Linked DNA regions of Mus musculus: regions 1, 2, 4, 5 and 6 are each linked to region 3. A link is a contact called in public promoter capture Hi-C data. All regions are on one chromosome and are shown on one strand. Each heading gives the region's core, a stretch centred on a gene start, on an enhancer-like site or on the middle of the called end of the contact. The rest is flanking DNA. Distances are from core to core; before and after follow the strand shown.

What was found. Promoter capture Hi-C pulls out the DNA fragments that hold promoters and counts their contacts.
Region 1: a promoter capture Hi-C map of pre-B cells shows a contact between it and region 3, with 6 times the contacts expected there. The contact joins the promoter of Cct4 here to the promoter of Sertad2 in region 3. A contact is called at or near these places in 5 of 39 promoter capture datasets (hippocampal neurons, liver, neutrophils and 1 more).
Region 2: a promoter capture Hi-C map of pre-B cells shows a contact between it and region 3, with 4 times the contacts expected there. The contact joins the promoter of B3gnt2 here to the promoter of Sertad2 in region 3. A contact is called at or near these places in 3 of 39 promoter capture datasets (the C10 cell line, liver and pre-B cells).
Region 4: a promoter capture Hi-C map of pre-B cells shows a contact between it and region 3, with 8 times the contacts expected there. The contact joins the promoter of Etaa1os here to the promoter of Sertad2 in region 3. A contact is called at or near these places in 1 of 39 promoter capture datasets (pre-B cells) and 1 of 115 datasets of contacts at active chromatin or transcription factors (astrocytes).
Region 5: a promoter capture Hi-C map of liver shows a contact between it and region 3, with 7 times the contacts expected there. The contact joins the promoter of Ahsa2 here to the promoter of Sertad2 in region 3. A contact is called at or near these places in 5 of 39 promoter capture datasets (the 3T3-L1 cell line, the C10 cell line, cranial neural crest and 2 more) and 1 of 9 other capture datasets (adipose tissue).
Region 6: a promoter capture Hi-C map of liver shows a contact between it and region 3, with 4 times the contacts expected there. The contact joins the promoter of Fam161a here to the promoter of Sertad2 in region 3. A contact is called at or near these places in 2 of 39 promoter capture datasets (liver and pre-B cells).

Annotation. Positions count from the first base shown.
Region 1 is chr11:22,988,417-22,992,235 of GRCm38.p6, reverse strand. Cct4 (chaperonin containing Tcp1, subunit 4 (delta)) reads right to left here and starts at 1,643. Exons shown (of 14, transcript NM_009837.1): 1 at 1,356-1,643. The coding sequence starts at 1,482.
Region 2 is chr11:22,858,238-22,862,023 of GRCm38.p6, reverse strand. B3gnt2 (UDP-GlcNAc:betaGal beta-1,3-N-acetylglucosaminyltransferase 2) reads left to right here and starts at 2,289. Exons shown (of 2, transcript NM_016888.5): 1 at 2,289-2,530.
Region 3 is chr11:20,629,972-20,633,373 of GRCm38.p6, reverse strand. Sertad2 (SERTA domain containing 2) reads right to left here and starts at 1,397. Exons shown (of 2, transcript NM_001038625.1): 1 at 1,101-1,397.
Region 4 is chr11:17,952,293-17,955,981 of GRCm38.p6, reverse strand. Etaa1os (Ewing tumor-associated antigen 1, opposite strand) reads right to left here and starts at 2,012. Exons shown (of 3, transcript NR_131915.1): 1 at 1,897-2,012. It overlaps Etaa1 (Ewing tumor-associated antigen 1), which reads left to right and starts at 2,107. Exons shown (of 6, transcript NM_026576.4): 1 at 2,107-2,419; 2 at 3,279-3,404; 3 at 3,654-3,689. The coding sequence starts at 2,188.
Region 5 is chr11:23,496,096-23,499,929 of GRCm38.p6, reverse strand. It overlaps Ahsa2 (AHA1, activator of heat shock protein ATPase 2), which reads left to right and starts at 1,891. Exons shown (of 9, transcript NM_172391.4): 1 at 1,891-2,155; 2 at 3,049-3,239. The coding sequence starts at 2,076. It overlaps 1700030C12Rik (RIKEN cDNA 1700030C12 gene), which reads right to left and starts at 2,169. Exons shown (of 3, transcript NR_166706.1): 1 at 2,019-2,169; 2 at 1,345-1,468; 3 at 267-544.
Region 6 is chr11:23,005,913-23,009,727 of GRCm38.p6, reverse strand. Fam161a (family with sequence similarity 161, member A) reads right to left here and starts at 1,381. Exons shown (of 5, transcript NM_001363283.1): 1 at 1,102-1,381.

The DNA of each region.
Region 1 (3,819 bases), core at 394-2,893, 2.4 Mb before region 3:
GGAATGTTCTTGACTAGAGATTGAGGGGGAAGGGCTCAATCCTTTGTGGGTGGGTCCATCCCCGGGCTAGTGGTCCTGGGTTCATAAGAAAGCAGGTTGAGGGGCTGAAGGGATGGCTCAGCAGATGGATAAAAGATGGCTGCTCTTCCAGAGGCCCTGAGATCAACTCCCAGCACCCACAACCACATATAAACACAGTTCTATGGGATCCAATGCCTTCTGGTGTACAAATATACATACAGACAAAACACCCATATACATAAATTAATAACTAAATCCACATAACCTGTGTTTTCACAATAATAGAAACCCTAGCTAAGATGGTTGCCTGAAGTAAACTCATTTCTTAATAGAGTGTACACTCTCTTGGTCACTCATCTGACTCTAGAATTCATCTTTCAACATCCCAATGACTCCACTACCACAAACGTAATTAATGAACTCAATAAACTTCCAGGTGTCAGGTATTCACTCCAAACTTCCAAAAGACTCTCACATGGAGCACCTGGTCAGCTTGGCGTCTCCAACTCCTTAAGGCCCATCCTGCGCACACACCTCACAGCACCAACACATTCCAGTCACCTGGACTGGTGACTGCAGTACTTGTCAGGTTTACTTCATACACTTTCACATTTAATCCTCCCAGCAACCCTGCAAATCAACTGTCACCTCACCCAACTTACAGCTGCACTGCGAAGTCAAGAGTTTCTTGGATCCTAGGACCTTCAGAAGATAAAACAACACCCCGTCCACTTCCCAAATCATGCATCTTTGTCTCCAACCCAAATAAACCCTGGCAGTATCTCTTAAGGCTTTGTTGCTTTAGACGTCAGACGCGTCAAATAGCACATACTGAGAATAAAACTCGGCCTGTCTGGTTTTCACCACGTGCTTTTACAACCCTATGTCGCCCACCTGCCAGTTTAAGGGAATTTATAGTGACTATCCGATTAGTACTACGGAGCCAAAGAACGTTCATAAGTTAAATGAACTTTTTTTGAAAATGTTGAAAAAGTAAAATGAATTTTATTTGAAAGCTCAAAATACTGTGTCGTCTACCACTAGGTTTGATAAACAGCCAAGCTTTAGTTCTTAAGAGTCAGATCTCAAGGATCATTGCTTTCAGTATTTTAAACGGCTGTCTGCGCCAATGTGACCAACACCGCCCATGCCTGCAGGAGACGAACTAAGGAGCTCGGCGTCCCACAATGGGGCGTGTCCGAGGCCTCCACGCTCCGAGTGCTTAGCAGAAAGCTGCAAACGAGACCACCTTGAAGGAACACAACCCACCCAGGGCCAAGGTCACAGCGAGGCTGGGCCGTTCCGCCGGAGGCGGGCCGGCGACCGGGTGATACCTTTGGCCGCGGAAATATTGCTGAAGCGGATCTGGGCTGGCTTGTCGCGGTCCTGGTAGGCGCTTTTCCCGCGGCTGCCGGGCCCGGCGGTGGGCGCCCCGCTTCGGGAAGCTACGTTCTCCGGCATGGCGACCTTGGTGGCGTCTGCGCGGGTTCAGGAGGACGGATGGACACGGATTCCGGCTTGCTGTGGAGTAACGGTCTCCCTGACCGCCTCCTCCACGAACCTTCCAGAAAGCGACGCCGGGAGAGAAGGCGGAAGCCGAGCAAGGGGCCTGCTGGAGAGCCGGCGCGGGTGTGACGTCAGGGGCTGTCTGCCGCACGCCGGCTGCGCAGCTTGCGCGCGGAGATGTGGCTACGGACTGTCCACCCCTCCCTGTGCCTGAGATGGAGCGGGAGGTTTTATAGGCGTGGCTGTGGCCGTTCTAGATGGACCCGAGCCTTTAGCTTCTGCTAGTGCTGTTGAGGAAGCTGTGACAGCTCTGGCTTTGTTCCGGAGTGGGTGTGGTGCAACCGGCCTTTTACGGACATCCATGTCTAAATTCCAAATTCTATTCCTAGTTTATTCACTTTGTAAAGGTGTTGGAGGAGAGATGTGCCATGAATAGTTTCCTCCCTTTTGTATATATTTTGACTGCCTAGGGATTTAAATACACTAGTTAGACGGCACAGAATCGTAATAGTTGTGGGGCGGTGACTGCCTATCAAATCCAGTCTGCCTTCTAGTTAAGACCTCTTCCATAAACATAACCACTGACTCTTAGGGAACATAAACATTCTAATAACTGATTAATAGTTATCTGCTGAGCAAAGTGTGAAATCTTTACACTCTTTACCCCCCCCACCCCACCCCCACACTAATCCTCATAATCCCATGAAATAGGTGTCATCGTCTAGACTTAAAGGATGATGAAGCTAAAGCCCAAGGTCAACCAGTAAGGCAGTGGAAGCCAGTACAGAGCCAGGACTCTGTCCTTAGGTAAACTTCCAAGGTTTCTATAATCATGATCATTGACCACCAGAGTTTATATAGGTAATACTCATTCAGTGGTAGTTCACAGTTAATAATTGAGAGCCATAAGGTGCCAGATGCCTGCGGTAGGTTAACGAACAATTGTTTCATGGACTTAGTCCTGTAATTATGAGAAGCATTTACATTCATTCACTCTATTAAGACTAAGATGAACTTTTCAAGCCTCCCCTTGGGGGACACGTCTTTTTCAAAGACCAGTTTACCCCTCCCTCGAAGCACACAAATATTCTATGGTTGTTGAGACAGCTGACTTATATGAAGAGAACAGGTACTGGTACTGTGGTGATTTGAGATGTCTCCCCTAGTTTTAGACATTCAAATACTTGGTCCCCAGTGGGTAGCTCTGATTGGAGAAGCTTAGGAGGTGTAGCCTTGCTGGAGTAAGTATATCACTGGAGGCTGAGTTTGTTTCAAAAGCTACCAGCCAGTTTGTGCTCTGCTTCCTCTTCACAATATGAGATGTGAGCTCTCCCTTCTCCATGCCTACCTGTTGTGAAGCTTCCCTGCTGTGCTTCCCAGTGATCATGAAGTCCTAGAACCATAAAACCCCTCAAAACTCTTCCCTCTATAAATTGCCTTCCTTGTGGTTGTGGTGTGTTTTTTGTTTGTTTGTTTGTTTTTGTTATAAGGTTTCACTGTGTAGCTTTGACTGTCCTGAAACTAACTCTCTGTAGACCTCAAACTCCCAGTGATCCTCCTGCCTCTGCCTCCCAAAAAGTTTGGACTAAAGGCTGGTGAGACCACCACCCGGCATGGTCATGGAGTTTTATCACAGCAACAGAGAAATAACTAACGCAAGTACTCTGACTTCTCCTGCTCTTAAAAGCAGGAGACAAAACAGCGATCTGAAAGAGACCTTCACTGTGCCTGCAGGAAGACATGCTTCTCCCCGGGGAAAGGGATGAAAGAGGTGCAAGCCAATCTCTGCTGTCTGTCGTGCTGGGGAGCTGAATTCACTGCCCACCCAGGGCAGAACCTCATGCACTGACGTCGCAGGGAATTCTTTTTTTTTTTTCTGTAATAGTTGGATTTATCTATGGTTCCATGGCTGAACAGCTTGGGTGGACTGTCTGTATAGTTTGCTTTCTTGTCTTTGTTGACATTTCCTCCATGGCCCCTCTGTTGCTGACATTCCCTGAAGTGGTTACCCATTCAGACTTAGGCACAGAAGAGAAGAAATCAGGGGACAGAAAAATTAAGAGGCATGCTAAAAATAACTGGCTGGGGGCTTTCACGATTCAACACCTGCTTTTGTTTCTTGTAAGGTAAGCTGAACTGCTTTCGCGGCAAAACACGACCTTAAACCATCTATGGTCTTACCAAAGGGGGTGGGGTAGTTAGCTCAAGCCCCTTTGTCATAAGACACTTTAGTATCTCTCTCTCTCTCTCTCTCTCTCTCTCTCTCTCTTCAAGACAGGTTTCTCTGTATAG
Region 2 (3,786 bases), core at 1,040-3,539, 2.2 Mb before region 3:
GAGGGCCCAGCACACCCCAAGTAGAATAAGAAAGCAGGCTAAGCCAGTAAGCTGGGTTCCTCCATTGTCTCTGTGTCAGCTCTTTCCTCAGTTTCCCTTTATGAACTGTCGGCCAAACCAACCCTCTCTTCTTCAGCTGCTTTTGGTCATGGTGTTTTACCACAGCAATAGAAAAACTAAGCACTTTTCCTGGACTCCTCAAAATGGTCCTACCTTCTTACAGTTCTTTTGGTCTATATCTTAATTGTAATGAAATAGTTTTAATTTATTTAATTATTAAGCACTTCTTTGGTCGTCTGCGCCTGGGTTGGACAGCACATTTGTTGAATGTATTATCTCTGCCTTTCGATGATGAATCCCTCATAACCTAAGAGTAAGCAGGACAGCTAAGTGGGTGTGGAATCCAACACTTGAGTTATTTCCCCAAAGTCACACTGGAAGCTGGATGGAACATTTCCAGCTGCACTCAATGGCACCAAGGAGAAAACGCCTTTAAAAAAAAAAAAGACAAAAACAAAACTACATGGCCTGGGCAGCTTTTGGCAGCTCTGAAAGACTCAAGCTTTCTTTCCCTGTTGCTTGCCAGCTGACTTTACTCAAAACTTCTTGCCTAGCAATCCTTGAAAGCATGTCTGTGGCTTCGGAGAGCCATTTAAGGGGGAAATACAATAACAAAATGCCCACCAAGAATCCAGCTTTGTCTCGTCACAACGTTTAAATATCAATACGGCAGTCTGCAGTTAATCAAGTACACAGACCTAACTTCTAATTTGCTTCTTTTATTGGCTTTCTGAATTATAAATATAATCGTGGGAAAAAATTCCTCAGAGTCAAGAAAAGCATACAATTTCTCTTCCTTTCTTGTTCAGAGTGACAGTGGTTAACAGTTTATGTGAACATATAAAAATCCAAGTTGTTGTTGTTGTTTGGGAACGTAGTGACAAACATAAGAACAGATCGGTCTGCAGATTGTCAATCTTAACATTTCCAGAACCACTGACTCAGAATTCCTTCTTGTGGATGACCGTACACACGTGGCTCTGCGCTCAACCCAAACAACTCGCACTTACTTCTTTCTGCGGCTGTAAGTAAGACTTCGTGGTCTTGGTCGAGCTGGCTGAAATTCAATCTCCAGCGCTCGAAAGTCAATGGCATCCCTTTGACTAACTCCATCTGACAGCCTTCTGAAAAAAAAAAAAAAAAAAAAAAAAAGCAAACAGGTGTAGAGTGTTAACTTCTCAGTGTGATTATCTCCAGAGGGTCGACCGAAGGCCTTAGCAATAAGAATGGAGGGGAGAGGAAGCAGCTTCCAAGCGCGTCCCAGGTTGTGGGGACCAGGCTCTAGGTTCGGTGTTGAGGGCGTGCCGACTCGGCCGGCCCACCCAGCTCTACAAACTAGAGCAACTTCTCCATCCGGTCTCCCCGGCTTTTTCCTGGGCCTCACCTTGGCACGTAGCGCTCTGGGGAGCCTGGGGAGGCGCTGGGTTGGGGGTGGGGGACCGTTCCGGGTCCCGCGTGATCCATGCTTGGGTGTGGTTGGTGCTCAGTCCAGCGGCATCACGGGGGTTCAGCGTTCAGATGTCTTGCTAAGCCCAACTTCTGAAGTCGCCGAGCGAACTCCGCACCCAGCGCCTCCCGCATCTTGCATTCTTGACTTCCTGAGACCCGAGTGGAACCACGTGGAGACCTCATCGTGTCTTTGATGGCTTCATAACCTGAAGGTCCGAAGAGGCCAGATAGGCACCACCCTCAGGCCTTGGGCATCTATCTAGGTGGCTGCCGCTACTATGTACGCTGAGAGCAAAGGTCAGGTGCACTTGGGTTTCCCTCTTCTCACCTCCCCTCGTGGATCCCGCTCACAAGCCACTCGGAGCCGTCTAGACTTAGCTACATGCCAGTGCTGGCTGGCAAATTCTCACCAAGCGCCACGCCCTGGTAGCTGAAGAGTTTACACTAGACCCTGGATCTCAGCAGGGTTTGGGACTCAAGTCTCAGCTGTTTTTCTGGGGGAGGCTACTTCCTGGCGGAGCGGGGGAGACTGTAATCTTTGGACACCGCGCGCTCCAGTGAAGCCTTAGGTTTTCTCAGTGCTACGAGGGGCGGAGAGCTCGGGAAGGGCCCGGGGGCGCAGTCCCAGCGGGACCTGGGCGCCAACTGGCGGGAGGGTTCGAGTTCGGCCTTTCCCAAACTTGGGCCACGGGGCGGGAGCGCGGCCTTCCCGGCGGTGACGCGCGCGGTGGCGCGGCGTGTGATTGGAGAATCGGGCGGGGGCGGGACCGAAGGGACGCGGCAGGGGGCGGCGGTGCCAGGAGCCGGGGCCGAGAGTAAGGCTCAGCGGCCGCCGCGGCAACAAGTGCTGGAGCTGAGGCGAGCCGGAGCCGCCCAGACCCCGCCGGGCCGCCCGTCCGCGCATTGCGCATGGAGCGAGAGCGGCGGCGGTCGCGGGGCTGAGCCGCAAGAGCGGCTGGGACGTGGATGCGGCCGCGGTCTTCCGCCCCGCCCCGCCGAGCTGGAGGTGTCCCTAGACAAGGTAGGGCCGGGTGGGTGGGCACCGGCCCTGCATCCCCGCCCCGCCGCGCTAGTTCCGGCCGGTGTGGGCGCCCCGCGCTCTCGCCGCTCTTCTGTGGCTCCTGCGTTGTCTGCGCATACGTTCCATCGGGTTCCCCTCACCGCTCCCAGTCTCACTTTCCTGGCCTCCGCACATCATTTCCCTGGCCTCCTCACCTCCCGGATATCCTCACCGGTCTCCGTTCTCCTGTCCGGCTTCCTCACCTCCTGGTCCTTCTCCCCTCCTTTACAGCCTCCTCACCTTCTCCCCAGTCTCCCGGCCTCCACCTCCTTCCTGACCTTCTCACCTGCTCGACCTCCGCTCTTCCTGCACCCACAGGGAGAGGGCAGCGACACCCTGAGCCGCGCTGTACCCCGCGCACGAGGTGCGGGCCTGGGCGGCGGGGGAGCGTCGCGGGCGGTGTTCTGCCCCGCCCGCGCACTGCGCTGGTCTAGGGTGCCGCAGGGGCAGATCAGGTGTTTGTGAGCCGCTGGCTGCCGCTTTTCACCCCCATCCGCTGGCACTGTTATCTTCGGGTCCCCAAAGACTGGTTTCTGTGAAACTTCAGGAGAACCTTTCGCGTTGACCTCTAAAAAATATTCCACGCCGCCCGCGTTGAATGATTAACTAGACTCAGGACTGCCTGGGGAGCTGGCCCTGCGACTGGCAGGTGGGCGCACCTGAGGGGCTGGGACCCTTCTGGGGACGTAACACCTAGCACCTGCTCAAATGCACTCGCCTAGGGTCCTCTGAGCTCCCGGGTCTTGTGTGGGAAGGAAGCTCTGAAGACTCCTCTCTAGTGTCATAGTGCGTGCGAGGTCATCTTGAAAAGTAATGCACACTTGGGTAACCTGGGCTGGCCCCATGTTCGCTCCTGCCCCAAATACAGGGTGGCTGGCCTTCGCTCCCCTGCCCACTGTGGTCTCCCAACTTGACTGCTTCAAACGATTAAACCTGTTCTTCTGCCCCCTCCGCTCCCCGCCAAGCCGTAGCTTTTTCCAGGTTTCGAAGCCAATGGGTGAAAATGGGCTTCGTGTTATTACAGGTTCTTCCAGGGTACTTCTTTGTGCCTCGGAAAGTGATGGGATGGTTAATGAGAGGGCCACTGGACCTGAGTGGAGCTAGGAGGGCGGGACCGGGGCCCAGCCGTAGCGCACTTCTGTGGGGTTTGGACCGCGCACTTGATAGGGGACCGGCTCAGGGGCAGGCCGGTCACTTCCCTCCTGTTCTAGTCCAAC
Region 3 (3,402 bases), core at 148-2,647:
ATTCCTGCCAGTCACAAAAATTACAAAAAGCAATTCTGAACAGTTAGGGCCTGGGCCATCCTACTGGTGACTACAACCTCCAGGCCCTTTTCCATAGGTTCTGAACACTTCTTAACAAATACTAGGAATTCAAAAGCACGTTTCAAGAACAAAGCTTGAAAACAACGACTGTTCCTGAAAGCCAGCTAGGGTTTGACTGATTCTACTTAAATAAAATCTGCCGTTTCTGAGTCTGTCCCTGCTGACTGCCCTCCACTCAGTGCCTGCAAAACCGACTTTCTACTCCTGAAACTACCTAGATGCGAGCAAAAAGTTATTCTAAAACAGTCTCACTGCTTTGCGAAACTTACAATTCAATTTTCAACTCTACTGATTTGCTACCATTCCGGCTAAAGCTAAGACAATTTATAGTTAAGAAAAATATGAACAATTCAGTACTTTCTCTCGACGCAATGGTCCTCTGAAGTGCCCAGTGTCAATGGTACAAAGTCTACGCGTCGGGACAGCTGGCTCCCCTCAGCACCGCCCCCCCTCTGCCCCGTCATAGGCGGTTAACACCAAGATGACTTGTAGATTTCTAATTTAAAAACCAGGAAGGCATTAAGTTTAATAAACATTTGGATCCAAAATCAATTCACTTGGGCACGGAAGAAAAGAGGGTGAAGAGAACTGTTTTAACGCAAAACCACCGGGAAACTCTCGAAACACAATATAGCAAGTTGGATGCAAACCCAGACACGGAACTCAAAAGTGAAGCAGCCTCCCTGCCAGCAACCGGAATCTTTAAAAAAAAAAAAAAGTCTCGCACGTTCTCAGCACCAGAGCCACCACAGCGAGCGCGCGCGCGCGCGCACACACACACACACACACACTCACACACACACACACACACCAGCTGTGACGGCAAAAGCTCCGGGCCCCTGCCGCCCGGACCCCGCCCCAGGTCGTGACAGTCGGGGTCTCCAGGCGGCCAGCGGGTGCTCCCCAACCTGCCCGGTCCGGCCTCCGCTGCCTTGGGCTCCCGCCTGGCCCAGCCCAGCACCGCCCCTCGCCCGCCGGAGCCCAACCCCGGGGAGCCTCCAGCTCGGCCCGGAACTCACCACAAGCAGGTCCACCAGGAGCTAACGCATCGGAGGGGTTTCCGCCCACCCCTCAAGCTATGCCCGCTCCATGCGGGGCGCCCCCGCCGCGGGGCCGACGGTAGCAGGGAGCTCGGCGAGGCCGGAGCTACGACTCCGGCGTCCTCTGCTTGCGAGTCGGGAACATTATACAATGGTGGAGGCGGCGGGCAGCCTGGAGGAAGCAGGAGGCGGGCGGAGTGGACGCCCGGGCCGAGAGAGGTACAGCTCGTGCTCCAGCACTCGCCGTGCGGGAGTGACGTCCGCCTGCGAGCCTCTGGCGAGCTCCGGCCAGGCCCCGTAGGCCCCACCCCCTGCCTGGCCGGGCCCCGCCCCACCAGCCCCGCCCCTGCAGTATAGGCCCCACCCTGCCCCTCCCACCTCCTACTATAGGTCCCGCCCACCCGTGCCTTCAGGTCCAGATCTCCGTAGGCCCCGCCTCCAGCCGGTCCGGACCCGCCTCAGCTTCGCAGGGCCCGCCCCGGGCCCGCCCAAGTGCCATAAATGCAGATTCCCTCAGGGTGAACTCTCAGGAAGCGGCGGACAGACACCAAGCTTATGCAGCCTCTTCTGTGGACTGAAAGCTAAATAGGAGAGGTAGAAATGGGAGCGCCCAAGCCGGACCGCCACTACTACCACTAATGGCCCCCACATACTGGAAAACAGACATGACAGAGTGGGTGATGACAAAGACGGCAGCGCTGGCACAGTCCGCAGAGGAGCGCGACCACAAATATGACAGGCATCCGAGCTATTTGGCCACTTGGGCCGGCTGGCGGGAGGATAGGGTCCACCAATGGCCCTCGGAGATATGGGAATGGGGGGAGGGGCCAAGGGCTCCGTGTGGAGCTGACGACAGAAGTTGAAATGAGTCACCAACTAGTACCTTTGGAGTCGGTCGGACATACCAGAGTTGCATCCTTTATGGAGACCATGCAGCCAACCAGAGGGAGACCACGCTTGGAGAACACAGGGAACTGGAGGCGTGGTCCTCTGCCCACAAGTTTCACGCTGATAGCCTTATCTTTCCCATTTAAAAAACAAAAAACAAAAAACCCCAAAACAACAAAAAATCCTTAATGTTTTTAACTACTCAAACTTAGCAAGGAGCTTTATATTGTCCTTAGTATTAGCATGTGCCTAAGTGGTTCGAATTTAAGAGAACTAAGAGGCCAGGGACAGCTCAACAGGAACATTTATCATTACCTTTAAAATGGCATATGCATTCTACATAAAGATATTACAAAAGAAATTCAGGCACTTTAAAATTTTGGCTGCCACTCCAATCAATAATTTCTCTTCAGACCACTTTGCTGTTTAATGGTCCATGACACTAGTTGTATTTAAGGACAATAAAGCTTTAAGACCTAACATAAAGGTCTTAAACATCAAGACAAATTTATTCCAACTCAAACTGTTCTGTAATGATTTGTTATCAATCGAGTTGATGATCCTATCAAAATTAAATATGAGCCATCACCAGTTGTAGGACCCCTACACTAGGTAGGAAGAGGCAGGCAGATCTCTCTTAGTTCAAGGTCAGCCTGGTCTACATAGGCAGTTGTAGGCCAGCCAGGACTAAATAGTGAGAATGTGTCTCTAATAATTATAATAATTATTATTATGATGTGTGCTAAACGGTAAAGGAGACAATGTCAGGTTTTATTAATTAGAGAAGTAAAAAGGTTTTTGTTGTTGTTGCTGTTTGTTTTTAGCAAATCCTTGGCATTATCAAAATCTCATATACATGTTTCATGAGGTATAACCAATATCAGCTAATTGTATATCTCTCTGGCAAGTCATTATAATAGCACAAAATGGCATCGCATAGAGTATGAGGTCTTGCTCAGTGGCATAAACTTTCACACATTTTGCTGGAGAGCCAAGATGGTTTTCATTTCTAGAGTTCTGCATTTGGAGACAGCACTAACCCCTCCTGGCTCTAATTACCCACTCACTTAGACTTTGAGTGCTCACTTTAAGAAACCGCCATTGAAATAGTAGCTACAATAATCTTCCTGTGATGTCTTTGTGGGAGGCCAGAGGTATTTAGTTCTGTTGAATTTAAAATGAATTGAAACTGTTATTCATGAATTGAAGTTTGCAAAAAGACACAGAATTTTATGACACTTGGATATTTTTTAACAAATGGCTACCCAAATACAGTGTTCCTGCACAAAAGGAAAGCCAAAATTAAAATAACATCTTAGTGTGTCAACAGAACGAACACATGTTGTCTGAAGTCTATGTTCTATGTATGCTTACCTAAAAGTCTGAGTTCTGA
Region 4 (3,689 bases), core at 763-3,262, 2.7 Mb after region 3:
TATTTCTAAAGAGCTAGCAGTTTAGTTGTAGAATCAGGCTTGTACATAGATGTTTTGTAAATAGTTAAGAAAATAAAATTACATCGCTTAGTTAGCAGGTTTTACCTCAGTTTCTGCCTCTTGTGTCTTTATTGGCATAAATATATTTTTTCTGTCATGATGACAGTATACATAATTTTATAAAATAAAAACTATTTTACAATTAAAAATAGAACCAATTTGATTTGATTTAGGGATATGGATTGAGACAAAGTCACCTCATTTTTTTCCATGTGTGATTCATATCGATGTAAATTATATATAATCCATATATATAATACACATATAAATGTACTTTTTCAGTTATCATTTGTATTTTCTGAGATAAGATCACTCAATATAACCCAGGTGGCCTCAAACTCTCAATCCTCCTGCTTCTGCCCTCTGCATGCTGGGAGGATTGCACATATGAGCTACCATTCCATCTGGCTATACTGTTTATCTCCCATAGTCCTTCCTCATTATTTAAATGGCTTTTATTTGTATTATACAAAGCCTGTACTTAGGTGTAAGTCAGTGCTTCCACCTAAGCACTTTATCTGTCCCATCCATTTATTTGTCTGTCCCTTCACCGCTAGAACATTGTTGTAAGTCTTAACCACTCTCCTGACATTTGGGTGAGATTCAGCTTCATTATGCTTCAAGAGATCAAGAAATTTCTTGTCTCTTTTTCCTTTTTCATTCCATGTCTTAGAGTAAAGGTATCCTCCCTTTGCACAGGCATGTGCCTCCCGCTCTGAGACTAAGGGCATCAGCACTGACTATACACCAGTTTGGGAAGAATTGACTCTTTAACAGTAGTGAGTGACACAGACCACAAACACAGCATAGCCCTTTTTATTTTGGCCTTCAATTTATTTCTAAGGTGTTTTATAGTTCTCTCTGTAGAGTTGGCACTCTTTTGTTTTACTATTTATCGCAAATCATATTCTTTAAAAACTTAGAATTTGGTTTATTACTAATCTATTAAAGCACAATTAACCTCCGAGTTTCACTTTATTTGGGGCATGGAAGAAGGCACAACTACGCTGATGATTCTGTTCAGGACCTAGACCTGTGGTCCTAGCACTGACAAGCTTGAGACAGGAAGACCAGGAGTTCACAGCGAGACTGCATTAAATAAGGAGGCAGGGCACACATAAGACACTGTCTGAAAAACAAAAAGACAGACACACTTCATGATAAGGAAACTGGAGTGTTACAGATATAAAACCAAATAATCTTTATGGCTATCTTTAGTGCCCTAAGTAGCCATTAAGGACCCAGCTGTCAGGATTGGCATCCTGAAGGCTAGCAGGTAAAAACTTTGGAATGCACTGTTACCAGATCACTAACTTCCATCAACGAAAGGATGGGTCTCATAAATTATATCCTTACCTAAAGCCTATGGACGAATCATCTCCTGCTTTGCTGTAACCCACCTACTACCTGTTGTCCCCAACAAAGCGCCTGGCAAATGCTTTGTTTTTTGTTCTGTGACTGTTAAAGTCTGTGCGATTGCTTTTATATTGAAACATGTTTTTAGGCCAACCTGAATCAATGCTCCCTGGCCATGGAAATTATTACTTGATTCAAAATAAACACTATTTTATTCCTACTAAGATGACAGCTCTGTTTTGCATGTACAGTTTCCAGCGACTGTTAGTTTATTAAATTAATACGTTTTCCTACATTTTGGAGCTACGCACATAACAGAACATCTATGAACTATTGCGTTTATTACCTCCTAAACTATAGTCTTTATTTTCTCATATTATCGAATAACACACCATCATTTGAATCTTAGAAATAATCAATTAAATTTTAAATTCAATAAGAATCTGTCATTGTATATGAACTCTTTACTGTCTCACATACCAAGTTCCTGTCACAGATCCAGAAAAGGGTCCTGCAGTTCCTGCTAAGTTGGACGAGTCTGATGGTAGACCTCAGAAAACTCCTGTTTCCTCAGCCCTGGCCGCAGCCTTCTAACCCCGCCCCTCACACTGACGCAGCCAATCCGCACCATGCGTAGTAACCCGCCCCTAGACGGAGGCAGCCAATTAGAAGCAGCGTATTTTGCGCGCCCGACTTGCAAAGATGGCGCTGCACGGTGGCGCGCGGGCTCTCTGTCGAGCAGTTGCCCTGCTCCGCTGTAGCAAAATGTGAATGCAGCTGAAGGACGGTGGCACGGGAATGAGTCGGCGAAGGAAGCATGCGGACAGCCCTGCCCGGAGGAGCACGCCGCACAGGGCGGCTGCTAAGAACTGCCGCCCGGCGGCAGAGCCGTGGCTGCGGGAGTCCAGGGCGGCCTGCAGCTCCCAGCTCCGCCGGGCGGGAACGCGGTCTGCGCGGCGGGCGCAGCGGCAGGCAGCGGCTGACGGCGGGCGCAGTCCCCGGGGTGAGGAGAGGGCGGGGAGCGGAGCCTGGCGGTGCAGACCGGGCGGGAGGCCTGGGGCTGCAGAGCCGAGTCCGGTAAACCGGGCCTTTTCTGAACGTCTGGTTGTGGGCGGGGCCTGTGCCGTGGACTGTGTTCCGGAAACTGGGCACCTACGCTGGTTGTTGTTGTTTTCCTCGCTGTTTTGTTTTGCAAAAAGGGCCACCTCAGAAACCGTAGTGTGCTCCCGGAACTTGCTAGGTGTAACATCCGGTTAGCCCAGCAAACCGATGGCGCGTTCATTTCTGTAAACTTGGAGTTAAGAGATATCTATCCCAATAAGGACCAAACTCATAACCTCTATCCTAGGGTGTGTCCGTAAAATACAATGTCTGTTACCTTGCTTGTTTCTGCTATGAATAAAACGAGGCTGGGAAAGAAAAATAACATTGTAAACCTTCAAGTGATTCTAGACAGAGCTTCCCTAGAAACAAATCACTATTGGTTTTGGGGTGTATGGAGTAAAAAAAAAATTGGGTCGAGTTTACAGGAGGGGCCTTGTGAGAGTTTAGCTTGGCTTTCTGTTTGGATGCATTTCCTGTACATCTGCTGACGTCATGGAGGTACCTAAAGCCTGGTGATAGTAATTCAGTGATCAGATGGTATCATTCCTGGGCCTATGGAATTTTCAAAGAACACTTCCTAACTACAGTGCTAAACTTATGAAGTATTAAGATATTATTTTCATTGAAACATTTCTATTGTGGTTAAAGTAACTGTCTTTAGGAGACAAGCTTTGTATTGGACATGAAAATTAATTGTTTGACTTTAGCTTTTATGAAGTAACGTAACACTTAGAAGCAATGATTGTCATCTTATGCAGGAAAGGAGACGCCAGTACAAATCGTGAAAATGGATTTATTATCCTGTACCTTCAGTTCTCCAAATGATCCAGATGGACAAACTGATATCTTCTGGGATCAAAATTCTCCAATGACAAAGCAGTTAGGTAATCTGTTGTTATTTTTATGTGGGTAGGTGCTTGAAGAATTATTGTCGGTAAAATTTTAGTCTGGTAACATCATAATACAACGGTTTTGGGTTTTTTGTTTTGTTTTTTAGAACCTCATGTGTGATTTTTCTGTCTGATTCTAGGGTGGAGTCATTAAGTTGTACTGATTACAATTGTTTCCTAAAAAGTGACAACTGATTTTAGAATTCTTGGTCTAAAATTCATAGAAATGTCTTGTTTCTTTAGGTAAAGGAAGAAAAAAGCAGATTTCCAGTGCATACA
Region 5 (3,834 bases), core at 642-3,141, 2.9 Mb before region 3:
CTGACTCTGGGACGCTGTCCTCTGTCCTCCACACCTCAACTGTGGACTGTGGATGAGTGTGAACAAACTCACAATAATAGACGAAACAAAGAATCTAAAAGCGCCTGGCGTGGTGGCGCACGCCTTTAATCCCAGCACTCAGGAGGCAGAGGCAGGCAGATTTCTGAGTTTGAGGCCGGCTTGGTCTACAGAGTGAGTTCCAGGTCAGCCAGGACTACACAGAGAAACCCTGTCTTGAAAAACCAAAAAAAAAAAAAAACTAAAAGCACAATTATCAAGCCCATGTTTTGGAGAAGGACACAAATTCAGTCTGTTTACACCAAACAATTACAGTTTAAGGGTACACCCCTCTGCCTCCCACCAGCACCCAGTGAGCCTCGTGTGACTCCACTTTTCATGTCCTGAAATCATGGCTTCCTTCCCACTGCAGCCCACTGTCCAGGTCATCTCTCTTCCATCTGTGGCTGGACTTCTTCCCCTTTGATCAGCTGTCTTCAGACTCACTGCCAGGCAAGGATTTTCTTTTTCCATTGTTTTATCATTTCTTGAAAATTAAAGAAAGCTTCAATTAACTTTGGACATCTGAAATTGCTTAAATGTCTCAATTATTGTTATGGTCTATAAATGCCCCCCCCAGGGGGTGTGGGAACACCATGGTTTTGTTCACTAGCTATTGACCCAGTACTTTTTCTAGGACAGTTTCTTTCGGGGCCACCTTCCCCACTCTTTTACTTTTTCCATTGTTTCTTTCCCATTTTTGCAATGTCTTATTGGAGGTCATTTTTAAATCGCAGATCTGAAGAGTGCTTCAGGGTCCATTGGTCTCCTAGACTCACAATCGAGTTACATTCCAGTAAATTTATTTCTACTGGGAGTAGTTCTTGTATATTTTGGTATTTATACATTTTAGTGATTGTAGCAGCTTCTACCCTCAGAAGTCTTATTTTCTGTCAGGTTCAAATGAACATATCTAAATCTTATCATGAAATGTTTTATCAGGAGCAAACAGAAGAACTGGATGAAAAGTAGGCACACAAAGTACACGCCAATCATCGCTAGAGTCTTGCCTTCTGTCAGCTGTGCCTTTGGTATGATCAGTTGAACTAACAATGCCGTTTGATTTGGGGGGGGGGGTCACAGCATTGCTTCAGCAGTTTGAATGATGTAACTTCTCGAAGAACACATCGAAATGCAATAGCTCCAATAAACACCATAGCCCTTTCAGCTTGTTTTGCTGATAAGCAGACCACTGAATGGCAAGTGCACAGAGCAGCCAGGTCCTTCCCCATCTCCCATTGAACTACCTATTTTATTTGTTAAAATAATCTCCTAAGAAACACTTTCCAGATGGTGGCTTCAGTTTTTGCTAGAAGGTGAAAAACGATGGAAAGAATTAATAAACCCTTATTGTAACTGTATCCACAATCCCAGGCACTTGCAAGCACGATCTTTTGTCTCTAGAGGATCACTGCATGGAAAAAAAAAAAGCATTCTTTCAGTAAACCCTCGCGGGCCTCTGCTTAGGGACCTGCGCAGCTCCCATCCCAAGGGCCTCAGAAAATGGACAACCCGCTCTGGTACGAGCCCTGGGCGGAGTCTCGGTCGTTCGTAGAAAGCCCTGGCCAGAAGCCTCGCTGGGCAGCAGGAGCCAGCGGCAAGAACAAGGCGAACCAGGGGTTACAAAGCGGAGGGCTAGGGCCAGGGCGGAGCCTTAGGACCGGGGGGCGGGGCGAAGTCGGGGAGGAGCCTAGCAGAAGACAGCGCCAGGAGGCATAGGGCGGGGTCTTAGGGCAGAGAGGCGGGGCGAAGTCGGGGGTGGGGTGGGGGAGAAGCCTGCAGAGGGCGGCGCCCAGAGGTGTGGCATATTGGGGGCGTAACCGGGCTTGGGGCAGAGTCGATGTGGGGTGGAGCTGGCTGCGGGGAGCGGACAGCGGGGGGCGGGGCAGGCTGTGGCCGGGGCGGCCCGGGGCGGGGACTTCTGGCACTTTCTGGGAGCTGCGGGCGATCGGCTCACAGACCTTCTGGCCGGAAACCCGCGCGCTCCCGCTACCAGGGCCGTCGTCGTCAGCGCCGCCATGGCCAAGTGGGGCCAGGGGGACCCGCGCTGGATCGTGGAGGAGCGGGAGGACGGGACCAACGTGAACAACTGGCACTGGTGCGGTGGGCCCCGGGCGCGAGCAGGCGGGCGGGCTCCTGGGAGGGCCGCGCGGCGCCGCAGCACGGCTGCCCGTGGCGGGAGACGGTTCCTAACTGCGCTGGTCCTACGGCTTCAGGCTCCTCCTGAAGTTGGGCGAGCTCCAGAAGGGACTTCTGTCTCACCCTACCGGACAGCTGTGCCTCGGTCGCCCCTCACCCAGCCATCCTCGGCCTTGAGATGCGTAGTGCGCGTGCGTGCGCCGACGGTGCTGTGTCCGTGTGCAGTAGGAAGGCAGGGACTTGGATCTCACTTTCTTTGCTTTGTCTCAGTTTGCACTAGTTATCTGCCCCCCTTTGTGTCTCAGGAATACCGGGAGATGTCTGCCTCTTTGGCGGGCATTGGGGAAAGCTGAGGGAAGCAGAGCCCAGACTGCACCATAAGATGACTTAGCTGTCCTGAAAGAATTATGTTCTAGGCTGGATTCTATGATTAGGACACTGACGTCTCAGGCTGCTCTTTGTCCCCTTAGATGAGAACATTAGAGAGAATGCATAAGATAAATATGGAAATGCCAGATAACTGATATTGTGGTTAAGGCTATTTAAATGACTACCACCGTTACAGGTGGCCGCAGCTTAGCCAATCCATTTCCTGGGGTGGAGATTGCTGGACCCTTTTCCCCGGGGCCATTGTTTTTAAGATTACCCATTATTATATGGTGAATAATAGTGTCTTAAGAAACTGAGCAACAGGCTTAGAAGATACCTAGTAGAAACCTCGTCAGAGAAGCACATTTGCGAGTTGGAGGCTGCTTGAATACCAGGACTCACCTGGTCTGGGTTTGGATGGCATCCTGGCTGCTCAGATGGAGACCAGCTGGGCCATTCACCTGTCTTTCTATTCTCTGGCAGGACAGAGCGGGATGCCACCATTTGGTCCAAGGGGAAGCTCCGAGAGCTCCTGGTTGGCATTGCTATGGAGAATGAGGCTGGCCGATGTGAGATCAGTGAGTTGAAACAGGTGGAAGGTGAGGCTTCATGTAACAGCCGCAAAGGGAAGCTTATTTTCTTCTATGAGTGGAACATCAAGCTGGCCTGGAAAGGTAATGGGGGTCCTGGCAAGAGGCAGGTTGGGGACACCCTGTGTACAGTCTTAACGTTTAGTAGCAGTAGCTGATGTTCGGATGTGCTTGGTGTTGCTATGTTCTGAAAGCTGCACTTCACTACTCTAGATGCCTGAGGGGCAGTTCTTTCTCAGTTAAGCCCTTTTACCAGCATCTGTGACTAGGGCCTTAATGCAGCTGCCACCTGCCACCCTTCCTCCACAGATGCCTGCTTCCCTTAAAAATGTTTAATTATTTCAAAACTTAAAAAATTATTTCTGTGTGTGTGCGCACATACTTGGGTGTCGTAGCACGTGTAGAAGGCAGAGTTGGTTGGTAGCAAGTGCTTTTGCCTCTTGCTAGCTTATCTTTGTTGTCTTAATTCTATTATGTGTGTGGGCATGTGTGCCATGGTGGGCATGTGAGGTGCAAGGACACAGGAATTTAATTCAAGTCACTAGGCCCCAGCAGTAAGTTCCTTATCCATTGAGCCATCTTGTCAGCCCTCCCTTGGGGACTTTATCCTAAGATTGGGTTCTTTGGACAATCCATATAGATAGAATCCTGTCATACATAAAACTCTCTGCTTTCATTC
Region 6 (3,815 bases), core at 132-2,631, 2.4 Mb before region 3:
CGAGGGAGCGAGTGCCCGTCCTGGTGCTTTATCCCAGCAGAGTGCTGGTTTAAGTCCAAGGTTCCCGGCTTTTAAAGTGAATAAAAGCTGGGCGTTTTTATTACACACCTTTAAACTCAGGAAGCAGAGGTAGGCAGAGCTCTGTGTGTTTGAGGCCAGCCTGGACTACACAGAGTGAGTTCCAGAACAGCCAGGCTATGTCTCAGAAAACAAACAAAAATTTAAAAGGATGCTAAGATGTTTTAACTGTTAAGAGCACTTGCTGCTCTTGCAGGGGACCTGGGCTTGATTCCCAGCATCCATATGGTAGCTCACAACTCTCAGTAACTCCCAAGGCACACATTCATACACATAAATCTAAAAACAAACACACAAAATGAATAGAACAGATGAAGGAGAGGGGGTGGTTACATTCAAAATATACTGTATGAAATTTTTAAAGAATAAAAGCATTGCTGGAGAGATGGCTTAGTGGTTATAAGTACTGGTTGCTTTTCCAGAGGTAGAGATTATGTGTGTGTGTGTATAATCTCCTCCTCCATATATATCCTTCTGCTAGAAACATATAACACATCCAGGACATAATACTGAAAATGTTTTGTGAAAAGATCTCACTGCACCCATATCATCCCTTTAGGGAACTGGGATTTCGGCGGTTTGTTTATCTGGATGCTTCTCTACATCTGGAGCATCTGTCCACTGAACTTCAAACACGGTTTGCTAATGGACTGCTAAAATCCACTCCTAACAAAAACTGATAAAACACACTTGTCAGTACAACTTATCATCTGAAAGTTGATCTTTTATGAAAACTATGGGCACATCAGTTGTCTTCGGGGGGGGGGGGGGCAAAAATAAATGTAAAAATCAGAACTAAAAAATTATTTATTCCCAAGATATACTGGAGAATAAATAGGAAGTAGAGTTCTGTTCTTTGCATACTCTAGAAATAGCTATAAAAAAACCACTCTCCAATAAAGTTTTGCAGCAACCTTTAGTTGGGGCAGAGAGCAGGGAGGGTCTACAGAGGACACCGCATTTCCACCCGTCCTGCCCGAGACGATCGGACAGCCCTCAGACCCCTCCGGGCTCTCACATTACCGACGCCCGCATCTGCCACACTTTCTTCTGTTCCTCCTCCTCCATGGCCGCCGCCAACCCCGCTGCTACCAAGGACTCTAAGGAGTCTTCGCTTTCGTACTGGGCGACCCTTGCTCCGGTGATGGGATTTGCAGACAGGAGAAGGCTGGCTGCCGCCAGTCTGGCCTCCTGGTGCGGCGAAGCCATCGCCCCGCCTCCAAGCCCAAGCGCCCGCGCCCGCCCAGGGCGGCGTGCAGGCGCTGCCACCTAGCTCACAGATCCTGGCTTGGGGCGAGCGGTTACTAGGGGCTCGGTTACTAGGGACGCTACAGGAGGTGGCGACGGACCATAACGCACGCAACGTCCTTTTTCACTGTCACAAATGCGAACCCCGAGTCCAGCTAGTGTCTAATGATGGTTTCTGATACAAGCCTGCGGTTTCTAGAAGCATAACTGTCTGAAGCTACACAAACGACTACCACAGCAAGCTAAAGTAAAACGCAATCTTCAAGCTAATTGCTCAATGGGAGTCTCACCAGCGCCGGAACAATTACTGATTCACTTGAATGACACCCAGGTCTCCGGCAAGGGACTGAGCTTTTCTCTGGTTTCTAGCTTTATTTCTGTCTAACTACCTAAACGAGAACTTCTCGCGGTATACGGACTTAAAGCAGAAAGCGCGTTTTAACTAGCTGGATCAACATATTAGGGCACAGAGGGACAGGAAGGACCGGGTGTTGGGTGACCATCCCAAGAAAAGAACAGGCTTTGCAGCGCGCTATTCAACATGGCGGAGAACCCAGTTCATCTCTAATTGACAAGAACCAGCGGGTTGACCAATCAGAAGGAGAATACTTATTTGTCCCACCCTCTTTTTTCTCGACTGACCAGTAAGACACTAGACATAGGAAGTGTCTGTCACTCAGACCAGTGAGTGAGATGTGGTAGCTTGTCTAGCGGTTCTGCAGCTAGCTTAGCGGCAGATTAGAGGGGGCGAGAGCCTACAAGGACCACACCCTCCCAGCTCAGCCCTGCCAACCTCCTGATCGGCCTCAGGTTTTTGGCCACTTTGGATGCTTTTTCAGTGAACTCTCAGCCACCTGCAGCATAACACTTTACTTAGAACCCCAGCTAGCGCCCCTGTCCCCACCCTAAGGTTCCAGTACTTTCCACGTTATGCGGCACACCTTCCACAGAACCTGTTTCTGACGCAGTTGTTACCACCCCTTCCTTGTTCCCCTCTGCGAAGCACCTATCACCTTACCTTCCCTGCCTCCTGTTTCAAAACGGTTGAGCTTGCCTTTTCCAACGGAACTGATGATGGATACTGGTTGGTTCTGAAAAGCTAGATGTGGGGAGGGATCCATAGCCATCTGAATGAGAGAATAGTGACTTTCTGCCAGCCACATGCAACTAGTTCTGTGATGGGACTTGGTGTAAACAAGACCTATTGACAGACTGAAGCCCTGTAAGTGGGATGGTTTTAGGAACATGAAATAGTAAATAATGGATATGAAGGACATCAGTGTGTACATAGAATAGGAAAGTTTCGGCTGACAGTATTCTAAATTTGCAGATATCTATTAACACAGCTTTTAAAAAAAAGGTAGATCTGAAAGAAAATGGCACCATTAAAGTGCTTTTGCAGGCCAGCCAGTGGTGGCGTATGCCTTTAATCTTAGCACTTGGGAGGCAGAGGCCGAGGCCAGCGGATTTCTGACTTGGAGGTCTACAGAGTGAGTTCCAAGACAGCCAGGGCTGTCTTGAAAAACAACAAAAAAATTGTAATATACAAGATAGTGAAATGAATAATTATGAATTCTGACAAAAATGAATGCCCATGGAATCACAGGACAGATACACAGAGAAAACGAACAAACGTATATACCAGTTGATACTTGAGTATATACTTGAGTGTGATGAGAAGCAAGCACCAAAGATGTTAGAATTGCTTGTTAGTAGTACTGGGAGAGGTTCTTGCAAACACGGATACTATTCTACTGAAAGCTTTAGCTTCTTGTTAGCCTGTAAAGAACACAGAGGATACATACTCTCAAGCTCTTTCTCCATCAGTTTCTTAACTATCAAGTTTTTAGCATTTGCATTGGCTGATTTCAAGGTTTGATCCCTAGTTACTGAAAAAATAATAATCTGAACAAGAAAATTGGCATTTGTGAAAAAGGAAAATGAAGGCAAGTTCTGCCATCCAAGAACTTGGAATCTCTTTAGGTAATCTGAATGCTGATGCCTCAATTAAATCCAAAATAAAATCCCTGTGATGGTGCTAGGAGGCAGGGCCTTCAGGAAGTTAACTAAGGGGCTCCACCCTCTACAAAGGGTCCATGGCTTTAGTTCTTTGATGATGCAGATTTCCCAGAAGGATCTTGTAGATTTTATCAACTTGAAAGAGATTGAGACCCTGGCATCCTTTATTAAAACTTTATGTTCCAAAGCAAACAATTTGACAAGTTTTAGTGAACGTGAGAAATATTAATCTCCCCTTTGTCATTTCCTCAGAAGAGTACTGCATGTAGTTCAATGAAGCTAAAATACAAAACGCATACCCACAACTAAAAATAGTCTAATGAGAAGACAATGTCTGGTATTGCAGAGCCATCTGCAACCATGGCCAGCAGAGCAACATTGGAGGAGGTAAGAAAGCAGTTCATTTCAACAGGACTCAGAAGTCAGTGTTGGTTCACACTTTAGGAATCGGACACTAGGTAGATTTTTTT